Linked DNA regions of Mus musculus: regions 2, 3 and 4 are each linked to region 1. Evidence: chromatin contacts called from public Hi-C and HiChIP or PLAC-seq data. All regions are on one chromosome and are shown on one strand. The core of a region is the stretch at or near the end of the contact, and the rest is flanking DNA. Distances in the headings are between cores, read along the strand shown.

Region 1 (3,222 bases), core at 558-3,057:
GACTCCCCTCCTCTCCCAGGACTCAGGCCTCTCTGCCCTTCAGTGGATAGAGAGGTCATCTATCAAATCTCATGGACAGTCTTCAGTTTGGCCTGTTCTTGTCCACCTGAGATATTGCACAGCAGTGATCTCCCTTGGAGGTATACTGCCCAGAGTGAAGCTAGCAAAATTGTCAAAAAGTTTGATGAGAGGTAGGGAGAGGGAAAAGGAGAAGGGAAGGGAGAAGCAAAGGAATTTGAGTCATATTTTCTATTGGTACTAATAGCAGAAGTCAAGCATTACTATTCCAATTACAAGGGTTGAGTGACTTGTTCAGGACACAGAGCCATCTCGAAGGGGAAGCTCAGGACAGACAGATAGATCCAGAACTCAAACTCCAGGCTTGATTGCAAGCCGAATCTCTTCATAGCACCACATTGCCAGGCTGGTGTTCTCTAAGGGCCAGGTACAGATGAAGATGGCTAGTGCTGGGAGAGTAGGCACAGTGGTCTCCCACTACAAGGAAGGGCTAGCTAGGTAGCAGGCAAGAAAGGCATCCTTGTCTACAGTGTTGACGGGGCCTTTACAGTCCAGTCAGTGCTTACTCATCCTCCAGCTGGGAAGGGATGCACTCCTCCCCCAGAGGGTCAGATAAGGGTGAGAAAGTTTCTGTAGAATTGGTCTGAAGAAGAATCGGGAACCTGGAAACACTAGCCTGATTGGTACCGTGCAAGTCTAGGCTTGGATCCCAGCCCTGCCTGTGACCCTGAGCTAGTTCATGAACTTGTCTGTTTTCAGTTTGCTGATAATCCTATCCGCCTTGACAAACTTTCCTGTCCCCTCTCTCATTCCTTTTCAGGACGGCCGTGTTGTACCCAGGAGTAATCTTTAACAAATGTGAAACTAATAAGTCAGGACTCGTACACTACTGAATTAGTTTTCAGTAAATAAACCCCATTCATTTCTCATTGAACTTGAGACTAAATCCTCCATCATTCTGTGATCTCCTGTGTCTCAAGTGACCTGTTCCCTCTCTACTTCTCTACCTCACAACCCACTTCACAGACATTCTTCCAGCCCTACTGTCTCAGAGCACCCCTCCCCCACTCAAAGAGCCTTCATGTCCCAAAGCTTTCTCCTTTGCCAGCCCCTCCTTTCTCCTGGTGAGTGCTAATCATTTGCATGTCTCAGCTTCTCCTCTGAAAAGCAAACTGCCTCACACACTATTGAAACTCAATCACTGCTTTGCAGTTTCTTGCTACTCTGTATTTTCTTTCAAAGTATGAAGCAACACTTGCAGCCATGCATCTGAGCGTGTGATTCCTTGATCATGGTTATCTCCATAAGCTGTCAATCCTTTGAGAACAAGGTGTGAGCCTCGTTTGATCCATTCTGTCTAACTTGGAGCCATTCCAGTGCCCCGTTTATATTAGTTTACAAGCTCAAGAGATGCATGGGATATTGAACACTGGTGGCTGAAGGATATGTTAAGAATATTGAGGACCTTTAGGAGATCTTTGCAGCTCTGTCCCTGCTGTTACCCCCTCAATGGATATAGTCAGACTATAGTTCTCAGAAGTGGGTACAGCTCCTCCTTCCCCCCATTAAGAAATTCTGACACGGACCCTTAGGGGTTCACTGAAAGCAGTCACTGTGCCTGTGGAGCCAAGCTGAGCAGATCAGATGGCAGACCCTAGTACCCAGGGGATCAGGAATAACCTAGCAGGGAGTTTGGAAGGTGCTGGAGAGCCAGCCCCTTGGGTCTCATCAGACTGAGCCCTCCCTGTCTCTCCCGCCCCCTGCAGAAAGCTGCTCTGCCTGGTCCAATGCCAACTGGGCTGCTGCTTGTTTTGTTGTATGTGCTGCTAGGCAACTGGCCTGTTTTTGCTTATTTACCTCCCCTGGGCCATTTCACAACACTTAGTAATAGGCCTTGCTCTCTCTGGTGCACATCTGGTTTACATTAGCCTGTCAGAGCCCCTTTGCAAGGAGAGCTTGCCCTTCTCTCAGTGGTGACCAGCGAAGGCTCCCAGGACCCAGGCTGCTCCTGGGCGTTGATCACTCACCCAGTCCCCAGGGGCCTCCACCCTGCAACCTCCTACATGGTTTTCAACACTTTACACATTTACAAGCCCATTGAGGAGGAACTTTGGGAGGAGAAAGGCGAGGGAGGGTTCAGGACTATAAGAGCAGGAATTAAAGTTAGAGAGCATGCCATCAGAGTGCCTGAGCCCCAACAATGCCCTTGTTGACTCACAGAGAGGGACAGTTGCCTCACCCAGGACACAGGGACTCAAACCTTCCCACCAAGACCACCTAGCATTAAAAAAATTGTGGTTTCTGTGAAGGGTCAGTTGAGAATCAAAACTTTGATAAATGCCATTTCAAGACAGAAAAAGAATAAAAGTTTTTTGTTTTGCTTTTTTTTTTAACCTGTCTACATAGGATTCATTGCAAAGCAGGGTTAGCCAAAAATGAATAAGAAGGACCAAGATCAAATTCAGGGCACTTCTCTGGTCTCTTTTGCTCCACTGATCTGGCAAGCATGGTCTACTCAGAAGGTAGCCCACAGCCTTCACAATGACATTCAAGGCACTTTAGGTCTGGGCCTTATTACTTCTCTGACCTCATCATCCTCCCATCCATCCCTGCTTCCGTAGGGTATACCATGAAAAAGAGTGAAGTTTTCTATTATATGGAAGCACTGAGCAGCTGTGCACAGCTCTGAGAACAGAGCAAGGACTGGGCTACCACTCCACTTCTCTATCAGTCTAGACCACTGCATAGTAAACAAAGTGCTTGAGGTCATGAACTCATATTCAGTGCTGTGTTTTAGGGTTTCTACTGTTTCAGCTTGCAACTTTCAGATCATACTCCATCACTGAGGGAACTCAAGACAGGAACCTGAAGGCATACTGCTTACCAGCTTGCTCCCTATAGCTTGCTCAGCTCCTTTTCTTATACAACTAAGGACCACTTGCCCAGGGTTGGCACTACCCACAATAGGTTAGATCCTCTGACATCAGTCATTAGTCAAGAAAATGTCCAACAGACCTGCCTACAAGCTAGTCTGACAGAGATATTTTCTCAATTAAGATTCCTTCTTCCAAGATATGTCTAGGTTTGTGTCAAGTTAGTAAAAACCAACTAGCACACTCTGATAGCACTAAACACCACCACCACCACCCCATTCGCCAAGAGCTTATACATGGAACAGTGTTGTACATGGATTAGACTTAATAA
Region 2 (2,968 bases), core at 412-2,911, 320 kb before region 1:
GCATATAATTTTCACAAGACCAAGGGCCTCTCCTCCTATTGATGGCCGACTAGGCCATCCTCTGCTACATATGCAGCTAGAGACAGGAGCTCTGGGGGTACTGGTTAGTTCATGTTGTTGTTCCTCCTATAGGTTGCCGACCCCTTCAGCTCCTTGGGAAGTACCCTGATGTTTAAGCTCTGCATTTGTTTCACTGAAGGCCACCTCTACCACTGCTGGACAATCCTTTAAACCTTTGCAAAGAATTTCAACAAAGGGTGAGGCTTTGAGACAATTCACTACAAGACATCAAAGAAAGTAAATAGGAGTGCAGTGTAAAAGGAACGAGAAATCCCACATTTTCTTCTCTGTAAAAAAGATGGGACACAGTAAGAGGCATGGCTGTGAAGCCATGCATGCATTCCTAGGTGGGCCCCAGCCTCTGTTCCGTAGCAGCTGTGTGAGCCAGAACATGTTCCTTGGCACACTATCAGGACCACATAGGACAAATGCACAATATCCCAGAATGTAGTTCCTTTCCCACAGGACGAGCCCTTCACTGGCTTTCTCTTCTGTCCTGCCCCTCAGCCCATCCAGTCTAGTGTAGACAGGTTTCACTCTATATCTCTAGTATGTCCTGGAATGACTCCTATCACTGTACATTATTACCTGCTACTTCACCAGACATTCCCTAGATACCCAGACAGAAAAGCACACCACTATCTTTAAAAAGCAACTCCCATTAATGAATAGAACCCTACTCATGTGGCCTTTTGCTCATCACTGGCTGGGATGCTCCTCAGAAGCTGGGGCTATGCCTTGTTCTGCTGCAGACAGTCAGAGGAGAGAGGTCTAGCTCACAGAAGACGGTTCGAACTGAAATATCAGAAGTCCATCTCTTTTCCAAAACAACACAAAGGCAAGCTTTCCCCTAAGGGATCTCTTTTCCTTTCTGTAAAACAGTACACAGACCCCACCCCCCCCCCCCGCCCCTAGCCCCTAGCCCTCCACTGAATTACAGTTAAAATAGCTTTTGTGAAGGACAGACACGGGACACAGTGGCCATTTCTCTTCATGTGTGTGCACCCAGGCAATGAAGCCATTGTAATGGGAACAATGTGTGTTTCATTGCACTTCAACAGAACACATGACACTGTGTTTTGAGCCTGGGTGGGGATAGGGGCCAAAGTAAAGAAACCAACCCTAAAGTTTTATTGCATGAAATTCTGATAAAGAAGCACTTCGAAGCCTCTTTCCCATCATCAAAAAACCCACACTGGGCAAGATCAGAGCTTAACAGCCAAAAAAAAAAAAAAAAAAAAAAAAAAAAAAAAAAAAACCACATTCAATCCCTGAGATCATTTTCCTGAAATAGAAAACTACATATGTTTCTCAAATTTCACATCAAGCCACTGCAGAGGCCAGACTGCAGGGCTAAATTGGCCCAATAAGAGAAAAAGAAAGGAGAAGGGAGAAGGGAAAAAGAGAAGGAAAGAAACCTATTCTCCCACATGGCCACGTCTCCTCAGCACAATGTAGACTTACAAGCACCCAGCCACAGAGCTCTCAGTGAGAGTTGCTTATCCTGCAGCTTTTCCTTTGTCAAATTAAGAGACACTGCCTTGGATTAAAAAGACGCCTTAAATTCAAAAATGACTTCATGGTTGGCTCAGAGCTCCGAGTCTCCAGGGCTGGCCGCCAGGAGCACATCTAGTTCAGAGCCTCCCTCCCCTCCCTACTGGAATCAACCTGACTTCCAGAGAGACTGCAGGGCAAACCCTCAAGCAGAAGGGGTTTCCATACTAATTAAAGTCCAAGCACCTCTTTGAAACTATCTCCAGCTCAGCTTATAGAAAACTGAGGTTTCCTAAGAAGCAAGGATGGGGGTTAGGGATGAGGTAAGGGTACAAACAGGTAAAGTGGCATTGGGAAGATATTACGTTTTAAACAGCAGGCTACACTCTAGATAAGAACCAGAAAGAAATCTAGGAGGATGGATGAGCTAAAGACCTTTACAGAACCCGGGGAGAAGGCCTGACTTCTGAAAGGAGTAAGAGCCAGGCAATATTCAAAGCTGAGAGTTTTCACTAATGGATGCACTGCTTGGCACATTCTAACATACAGGTTGACATTTTTTTATTCATTAACAAAAATGAAAGCCATCTTCTAAATGACTTTAGAACAAAGGAATCCCTGATAGCAGTTTCTTAATAACATTTAAATATTTTTTCAAAGGCCCTTGAGAGAGAAGGAAAAGAAACACAGCAAAAAGGAGGTATATAAATTTTTAAAAAGAAACTATACAGAAGGGGAAGAGAAAGAAGAGAAGGAAGGGTCAGAATTTCCATGTAAAGTTGAGTTCCAGAGGTCTAATTCTACAATTAAACCTTAACTACCCATTTCTAAGGGAAAGAGCCTAAGAAAAAAATCCAAAGGGGTGAATGGTGGAAGTCCTTTCACTAGATTATTACATCTGCACAAGGGTCAGGACCCATGGTATGGGGCAAGTCCTTCAAGCTCCCCTCCACCTCCCTTCTGCATCCTGTAACCCATCTTGAACACAACCACACTGTTGGAGCCTTGCTATATCATAGATTCCAGTACAAGATGCTAACACCTATAATGAGACAGGATGAATCTGAAAGCAACCAGAATAAAATAATAAAGACAAAATAATCAGAAGATCCAATTATCATCCAAGAAACAGTCCACTGGCAGAGGGGTCCACCCTGGATACAAACTAACTGAAGAGTTTACAAAGAAATCCATTCTATGGAGACCTGGTTTCAAGAAAAGGTACCCCTAATCAAGTTACAGCCCAAAGGTCATACTGACCATGCAACCTTGTCCCTTGGTTTCAACCTCAGGGTAAAATACTTCTGATTTCAGTATCATGTTCATAGTTCCAAGACTGTCAACAGAGAGTATACCATCATATCCATTTGCAAGCGAGGAACCAAATTCTGAGACTATTTCACTTTGCCAAATT
Region 3 (3,286 bases), core at 101-2,600, 370 kb before region 1:
ATATAGCTGGACCACACAGCAGGAAGATGGTTAAGGGTAAAAGCATCCTGAAAGAGAATAAGTAAGGATCTATGGCATTGCAAGTCAGCCCTCGGCTCCTTCTCAACCCAGATCCCAGAGCTCTGGCTGCCAGGGTATAAGGACTGAAGATTAGTTTTGTGGGGATCTCATCAAAGCAAAGCAAACAACAAAACAACATATCCTATGCACATAGACAAATAAACCAAAATAGTAACAACATAAGGTTAATCCAGATTGGAAAGTTCACAGGTTCCAGGGTTGAACTACCACTATCCTTGTATACTATCTACATGGCTATCAAATTTCCCTCTAAATTCATTTCTGTCTATCCATCGATTAGTGCAGCCCTCAGCCCTTACCAGGGAAACTTCTTTGGGCAGTGGATCGTGGTAGATGGTGCAGAAACTCACTTCTGGCCAAAGTATAAAAGAGGAAGTGTCAATGGAGTATCCATCTACAAATGAGACAAGAGAGGGAGGAAGAGAGTGAGGGGAAAGGTAGGGAAGAAAGGGGAGAGAAAAAAGAGGGGGAAGGGAGGGAAAGAGAGACAGTGGGGGTAGCTTGAAGCATGGGAAGACTACATTGAAAAGGGCCTCTGCATATGCAGGGACCACAGTGCTCCTGAGCTCATGCCATGGGTGCTGCCTGCCCAAGATCAAGCCAGTCAATATTCTAGGACAGAGAGTGAAGGGCTTCTAAGCCCAACACCTAAGGATATGGGGGCAACACATTATGAGTTATATTTTCTAAACAAAGTTGGGGTGGATAGGGAGGCAGAAGAAGATCGGAGAGGAGTTAGGGAGAGGGATTGGGGGTGAATAGGATCAATACATTGTATGAAATTCTCAAAGACTTAATAAAAAAATCATATTATTTTAAAGTAAGGCTAATTGAAAGGAGCCTTGTTAGTGCAGTAGGTAGTGCGCCAGTCTCATAGAGGTAAAGATAACTGAGAAAGCAGAAAGGAGAGCCCAGCCAGTTTAGTCTAGTTGGAGGGGTCAAATGAAGGAATCGGAGCAAAGCTTAATAGCGGGCACCTGCTGTGTTTTCCTAGACAGGTAGAGAGTGAGGAAAAAAAAAAAAAGACCAAACACACTTGTAGTTCTTGAAGAACCTGAAGCAGCTTCAGCAAAAAGAAGGGGGCAGGGGGTGCTTCTTGCTCTCCAGATACACTCAGAGCAAAGCAACCTCAGAAGAATAAGCCAGCCCAGTTCCAGGGGCCTGGTCTTTCTCCGGAATTTCTCCAGCAAGACTATGAAAAGAAAGCCAGCCACAGTGCTGCATAATTTATGCACAGTTCACTGCACTGACAGGGCCAGGCCCCACTCTCAAGGGAAACCTTTTGTTCTCTGCTTGGGGAATGTAGAACCTGGAGAGTCTCAATTGAGCAAGCCAGTGAACAACAGAATAATTAGAGGTAAGGATGGGGATAAATTACCAAGATATTCCTGGCTGCAGCCTCTGGTACTTCACAGGCCTGTGATGGGTCTGTGTTGTTCAAGGCATACAAAAGACTGAATTAGCAGCATTGAAGATATTGCTCTAGGGGAGATATAATGACTGGGGCTGGACCACTAATGACATCAGCAAAGAGACAAGAGGGGCTTCTTTGGGAAGAAATAGCACTGCACCGACTGCGGCTGCTTGTGTTAGGGAGCTTTCAGGATGCACGCTTGTTACTACTGGCTCTGCACTTCATCAACACTTGCTGACAGGTTCCTGACAGAGCAAAATAATATAAGCACAGGGCAATATTGAGTTGCCTTTTCAGTTAGACTTGCTGGTAACAGTTCAAATGTGGTCATGACTACATAAAAAAGCTGAGGTAGTTTTCCCATGCTCTCAGAGAAAGACATCTCACTGTCAAAAACAAAAGATCAGAAGTTATTACCGAATAGTCCAAAATCTGGATGAAATCCTCTCAGTTTATGGATTTGGATTTGCCATAAAATAAAACAAAACAAAACAAAAATGATGCTAATGTGGGGTAATATGAAACACAGGGGACAGGCTGAGAAGGGTGGAATCCCTATGCAAGGCACTGTGCAGAGTCTGGTTGTGGAGGCTACTAAACCTCACAAGAACCTTAAGAAGATATTGTACTGTAGCCCCATGTGACAGGAAAGGACACAGAGGCTCAGCAAGGTGGGACAGGTCACTTGAATTAATTAGGAAAGAGTAAGGCAGACCCTGAAACCTTGTTCTAATCAAATAAAGTCTTTTTGAGAACCAGAAAGATGCATCAGTGGGTAAAGGGACTTGCTGCCAAGCCTGACAACCCAAATTCCATTTCTGGAATCCACAAGGTAAAAGAGAGAGCCCATTCTATGGCTTATTCTCTGATCCATATGCATACCATGGCACATATGTGCCTGAACACACACACACACACACACACACACACACACACACACACGACACATATGCTATCAAGTTGACTCTTGTTAATTGGATGTTCACTCAGGATCATCAAGGAAAATTACTTCATAAGACACTACAAAAGCAAAACCTGACATGGAAAAGAGAAGAGTAATTTTGATGTTCTGTTTGTTTTTCCATTGCTTACCTCCTTTGTGTCTTCTTTTGTCTGTATGCATCTGTGCATGTAAAACACATAGTGGGGATTGAGCCCTCCTCCTAGAATGTCCCAATCTACTGCTTTACCCCTTCTATTCTTCTTAACAAAAAGAAAATAAGATGTCTCAGTTCACTGAGACATTTTTTACAGAGAAGCATTCGGGTAAAACTTAAGGTATTCAGGAAGGAGAAACACACTATAGCCATGGATAACAATGAGACGCTCCCTGGAGGGGAAATTGGCTCTCCCACTTTTCAGGATGCCATTACTTTCAGGGACTCTTTGAAAATTCTATACCAGTGCTCTGAAGTGTGGCTTAATGTCTTCTGAGCATTTTTTGTTTCTCTCAACCTTCATGCTTAAGAATACCTAACTGTCTTCCTTAAACCCAACTTTGTTTCAGTTAAATAAAAAAGGAAACGAATATTTATTTTCAGAGTTTAGTTATAAAGGCAATGTATTAAGATTTAAGAATAAACAGTAAAAAGCAACCATGGAAAGGCAAATGGCTTCAAGGACACTCAGAGCAATCTGGCATTAAAAAATGCCGAAAGGTGGCTGGAGAGATGGAATAGCAGTTAACAGCACTCACTGTTCTTCCAGAGGATCCAGGGTTGGTTCCTGGGAGAAGAGGGAGGTGGTGTGGGTTAAGGTGAGGCCGGTGATCCATATGTGCAAAAGTTAGAA
Region 4 (3,287 bases), core at 704-3,203, 420 kb before region 1:
AGATAACACATAGGAAGTGCTTGGAATGACTTCCAAAGGTGAATAATAGATGCTATCATACTAGAATTAGAATGTTCCAGAAAGTAGCTCTATCAAAAGAAATGGTGGCTCACTGTAGGGAGCCTAGAGGGGCCAGGAGTTGACATAACTATTAAGCCTATTAGAATATAAGCACTGTGAGGGGTGGGGAACAGGGGGTGCCTATGAAAGGGGCAGCACATGGCTGGAGACAGCAAGTCTCTGAGAACCTGCCCATGCTTGACCCTTGGATTTGTCTTTTAAAAAATTTAAACCTACTGTGTGAGGAAAAGGAAACATTATTTTATCTTTCAAACACCCAAACAAGTGAAAAATGAAGGCTGTAGAATATTATGCAAAGGAATATGACTTGAATCTAAAAATAACAATGTTGATAGATGAATTTATAAAACTACATACCTAGGAGGTAAAACACACATACAAAACTTATGTTTCCAATGGGGGTGTGGGTGAATCTGTGCTCCTTACTTCCCTGTGCTCTCTTGTGTTTTACTTTGAACAAGTGTTTCTTATATAATAGTTTTAGAGGTGCTTCTCTTCTGGTTTGGTAAGAAAGGAAGAAAGAAAGAAAGAAAGAAAGAAAGAAAGAAAGAGAGAGAGAGAGAGAGAGAGAGAGAGAGAGAGAGAGAGAGAGAGAGAGAGAGAGAGGGAGGGAGGAGGAGTGGGGAGGGAGGGAGGGAAGGAGGAAGGAGGCAGGCAAGCAAGCAAACTAACAACAAATAAACAAACCATTTCATCTATTCTACAGAATCCTATATAGAAAATACTTGAGGAAGAATTAAGGTATGAATTTGGGAGAAAGACTGAGATAAAATATGGGACAAAGCCAGGATGTAGAATAGTGCTCTTAGGATCTCATATTTGTGATCCTTTTAAAGATTCTAAACATTCAAGTACATGAGCACATGTACTTCTAGAAGTTTCTAGAAAAATAAAAATTAAAAATTAAAAAAAAACCACTTGATTTCTGTAACAGTACAGATAGGATGTGCTGTGAAGTACTCTCCTGAACCATCTATGTCCTTCCAGATCATGACCTCGTGTGTTTGCTTAAAACAAACCAAATTGGCTTAAGTTTAAATAAAAACAAAATGAGAGCAAATTTCCTGCATCTTTTCCAAGTCCTGTTCCTCACGCTAAAGATAGGAGAGAAACCCATGGGCAATTCACCTACACTCTGATCTCTGGCTGTGTTACTTGTTCACCTTCAGATATCAGATGGCCCTGAGGATTCCTGGGCCCCATGAATTCCCATGTGAATGGACATATTTGGCCTGAGTGGTCCAAGCTGGAGCCTACAATTATCGGGTAGCTGCAGTCCCTCTTCACAAGCAGAGCTCCTATTACAACAAACCTTCCCCTACCAGTTTTTCAATTATCTATGACTAATGAGCACTCTGGGAACAGTTTCAGACACACACATAATCCTCTTTCCTGATGTCAGCAGCAGAAATTAATGACTATGTGGATTGCTGGGAGACAGAAGATGCATTATAATGGTCAACAGAACTGTTATCCTCTCCAGGAAGGGGGGGGAGGGTATTGAATTAACTGGAAGGTTCAGTGTTCCTTTGTATTCTGAGAGGGAGATGAAACACAGGGGGAGATCTGGCTCCAGGCCCACGGAAATGTCAGAGAGGTTTGGGCGTGGGTGGCATGCGACCCTGCTTCCTTATGCTTGCTGTGGAATGCTGGTACCAGCTCGGTTGGGCAAGGCTGACAGGCCAACCAGATTATGTCCAAGATTGTGCTAAAGGACACTTTGCCTTGCCAGTTGGAGAGAATGCTGGAATTATTTCAAACTCAAGTTACTTTCAATCTGATTTAAAAGTGGGTAACAAGACTGAGAACATACAATTCTCAATCACTATGCAGTATTCAGAGGCATTTCTTAAGTTTGGCGTTTCACACAGACATGACACATGCTTGAATGGTTCCAGAGAATGGTAAGGCCTATCCTGACTCAGATCACATGGGTAGGTCAGCTCTGAGGATTTTCTAGAAAACTGGGACAACTGATAGAAAATGGCTAAAAGGATTGTAGTAGTCTTGGCTCCTGAATTGGAGTTACACTTGTATTAAATGATTCATCCAAGTAGAGACTTCCTGAGAACCCAAAGCTAGTGTTCTTCTTCCACTCTTTAAGGACAGCATCTGATACACCTCCTAGAAATCATGTCATTGTGACTAGAAACTAAATTCCATTTCCATTACTGATTTCACATCAAATTGTATGATATTCATTATCACTTATTATAGAAACGGTGGGTGAATAGACATCTACTGTGTGCACACACTGTCCCAGAGTAGCACCTAGGTTAAGGATTAAGATAGAGGAGATCTTTCTAGCAGGTACTAGTTCTTTCTAATACCACTTCTGAATTACATCTGTTAGTTAACATGTCTTATAATTACTCCATAGTTTAGACAGTTTGATACACATGGAAGATCCCTGACTTTGTATTCTTACTTGGTATTAATATGCCTTATACTCCATATGCTTTAAATGTACTTTTAAATAACTCTTACATACCATATCCCTATATTTGGTTTTATACATCTCTTCCAGTAGAAAGATAATAGCTCACAGACTTTTCTCTCTACATCTTATTTCTTTCACTCCCAAGTATCTAAAACATACTTTTAAAAGTAATGTTTACTTTAGCAAAATTACACATTTTTGTTTATTTTTTAAGATCATAAGACATAGATCAATCACCTTGAACAAAAAGATTAAAGTTGCACACCTATATGTGCCCACCTTGTACAGAGTTTCAGTAGAAAGTAAACAAAACAGATGAACACTAAATTTGACTCTCAACCCTGGATATTACTGGGGGATAAATTAGTAAATTAGTAAAGAAACTAATATAATCCCACCAGTGATCCACTCTCATTTCTAACTCAGGACAATGACACACATCAAGAGCAATGTACATACCTAGAAAATGGCAGAAGGCATGCTGGCACAAAGACTCTTCCTATGGCAGCAAGAGACTACATATACCAGATTCTTGCAGAATACAGCTCTCAAGTCCTCCCAGCTGGACAAGCTGGTTCAAAGAAATCTAATTAGCAACTAGTTACTGCAGTAGGTCAGTGAGCTGAAGAGCAGTATGAACATCTTGTATTTCAACAACATAATTATTCAAGTCCATGAGCTGTTGGTAACTGTTCTTGGAACATTTCTGTTCGTATAACTTTCCGTCCTAATAACAAATCAATGAAATGCAAATTGTTTTAGAAAG

Evidence for each region. HiChIP or PLAC-seq counts read pairs in DNA pulled down with a chosen protein or histone mark. A called contact is a pair of places that touch in the nucleus more often than the background predicts.
Region 2: a contact with region 1 is called in a Hi-C map of uterus. The contact joins two enhancer-like sites. A contact is called at or near these places in 3 of 15 datasets of contacts at CTCF or cohesin (CD8 T cells and the NIH/3T3 cell line), 5 of 484 Hi-C or Micro-C datasets (Sertoli cells, embryonic fibroblasts and uterus), 3 of 115 datasets of contacts at active chromatin or transcription factors (the NIH/3T3 cell line, embryonic fibroblasts and fibro-adipogenic progenitors) and 2 of 9 other capture datasets (adipose tissue and embryonic trunk).
Region 3: a contact with region 1 is called in a Hi-C map of the N1E-115 cell line, with 2.6 times the contacts expected there. The contact joins two enhancer-like sites. A contact is called at or near these places in 1 of 484 Hi-C or Micro-C datasets (the N1E-115 cell line), 3 of 115 datasets of contacts at active chromatin or transcription factors (the NIH/3T3 cell line, fibro-adipogenic progenitors and large pre-B cells) and 1 of 9 other capture datasets (embryonic tail).
Region 4: a CTCF HiChIP or PLAC-seq map of the NIH/3T3 cell line shows a contact between it and region 1, with 12 read pairs. The contact joins two enhancer-like sites. A contact is called at or near these places in 2 of 15 datasets of contacts at CTCF or cohesin (the NIH/3T3 cell line and large pre-B cells), 11 of 484 Hi-C or Micro-C datasets (the N1E-115 cell line, cumulus cells, embryonic fibroblasts and 3 more), 5 of 115 datasets of contacts at active chromatin or transcription factors (the NIH/3T3 cell line, embryonic fibroblasts, embryonic stem cells and 2 more) and 2 of 9 other capture datasets (embryonic tail and embryonic trunk).

The regions. Positions count from the first base shown.
Region 1 is chr4:95,316,691-95,319,912 of GRCm38.p6, reverse strand. No RefSeq gene overlaps it. Among named protein-coding and RNA genes, the nearest start is that of Gm32240, 110 kb to the right of the region's middle. RefSeq lists an enhancer at 1,179-2,384. Within about 2 kb of position 1,807, at least 118 of the 459 cell types and tissues checked have an H3K27ac peak or open chromatin away from gene starts, as enhancers often do. A contact at or near this core is called in the N1E-115 cell line, the NIH/3T3 cell line, adipose tissue and 2 more, where this site is marked.
Region 2 is chr4:95,635,729-95,638,696 of GRCm38.p6, reverse strand. The region is part of intron 5 of Fggy (FGGY carbohydrate kinase domain containing); the gene reads right to left. Among named protein-coding and RNA genes, the nearest start is that of Fggy, 80 kb to the right of the region's middle. Within about 2 kb of position 1,661, at least 125 of the 459 cell types and tissues checked have an H3K27ac peak or open chromatin away from gene starts, as enhancers often do. A contact at or near this core is called in adipose tissue, fibro-adipogenic progenitors and uterus, where this site is marked.
Region 3 is chr4:95,683,000-95,686,285 of GRCm38.p6, reverse strand. All of the region lies in intron 5 of Fggy (FGGY carbohydrate kinase domain containing), which reads right to left. Among named protein-coding and RNA genes, the nearest start is that of Fggy, 130 kb to the right of the region's middle. Within about 2 kb of position 1,350, at least 93 of the 459 cell types and tissues checked have an H3K27ac peak or open chromatin away from gene starts, as enhancers often do. A contact at or near this core is called in the N1E-115 cell line, where this site is marked.
Region 4 is chr4:95,732,222-95,735,508 of GRCm38.p6, reverse strand. All of the region lies in intron 6 of Fggy (FGGY carbohydrate kinase domain containing), which reads right to left. Among named protein-coding and RNA genes, the nearest start is that of Fggy, 180 kb to the right of the region's middle. Within about 2 kb of position 1,953, at least 81 of the 459 cell types and tissues checked have an H3K27ac peak or open chromatin away from gene starts, as enhancers often do. A contact at or near this core is called in the N1E-115 cell line, the NIH/3T3 cell line and uterus, where this site is marked.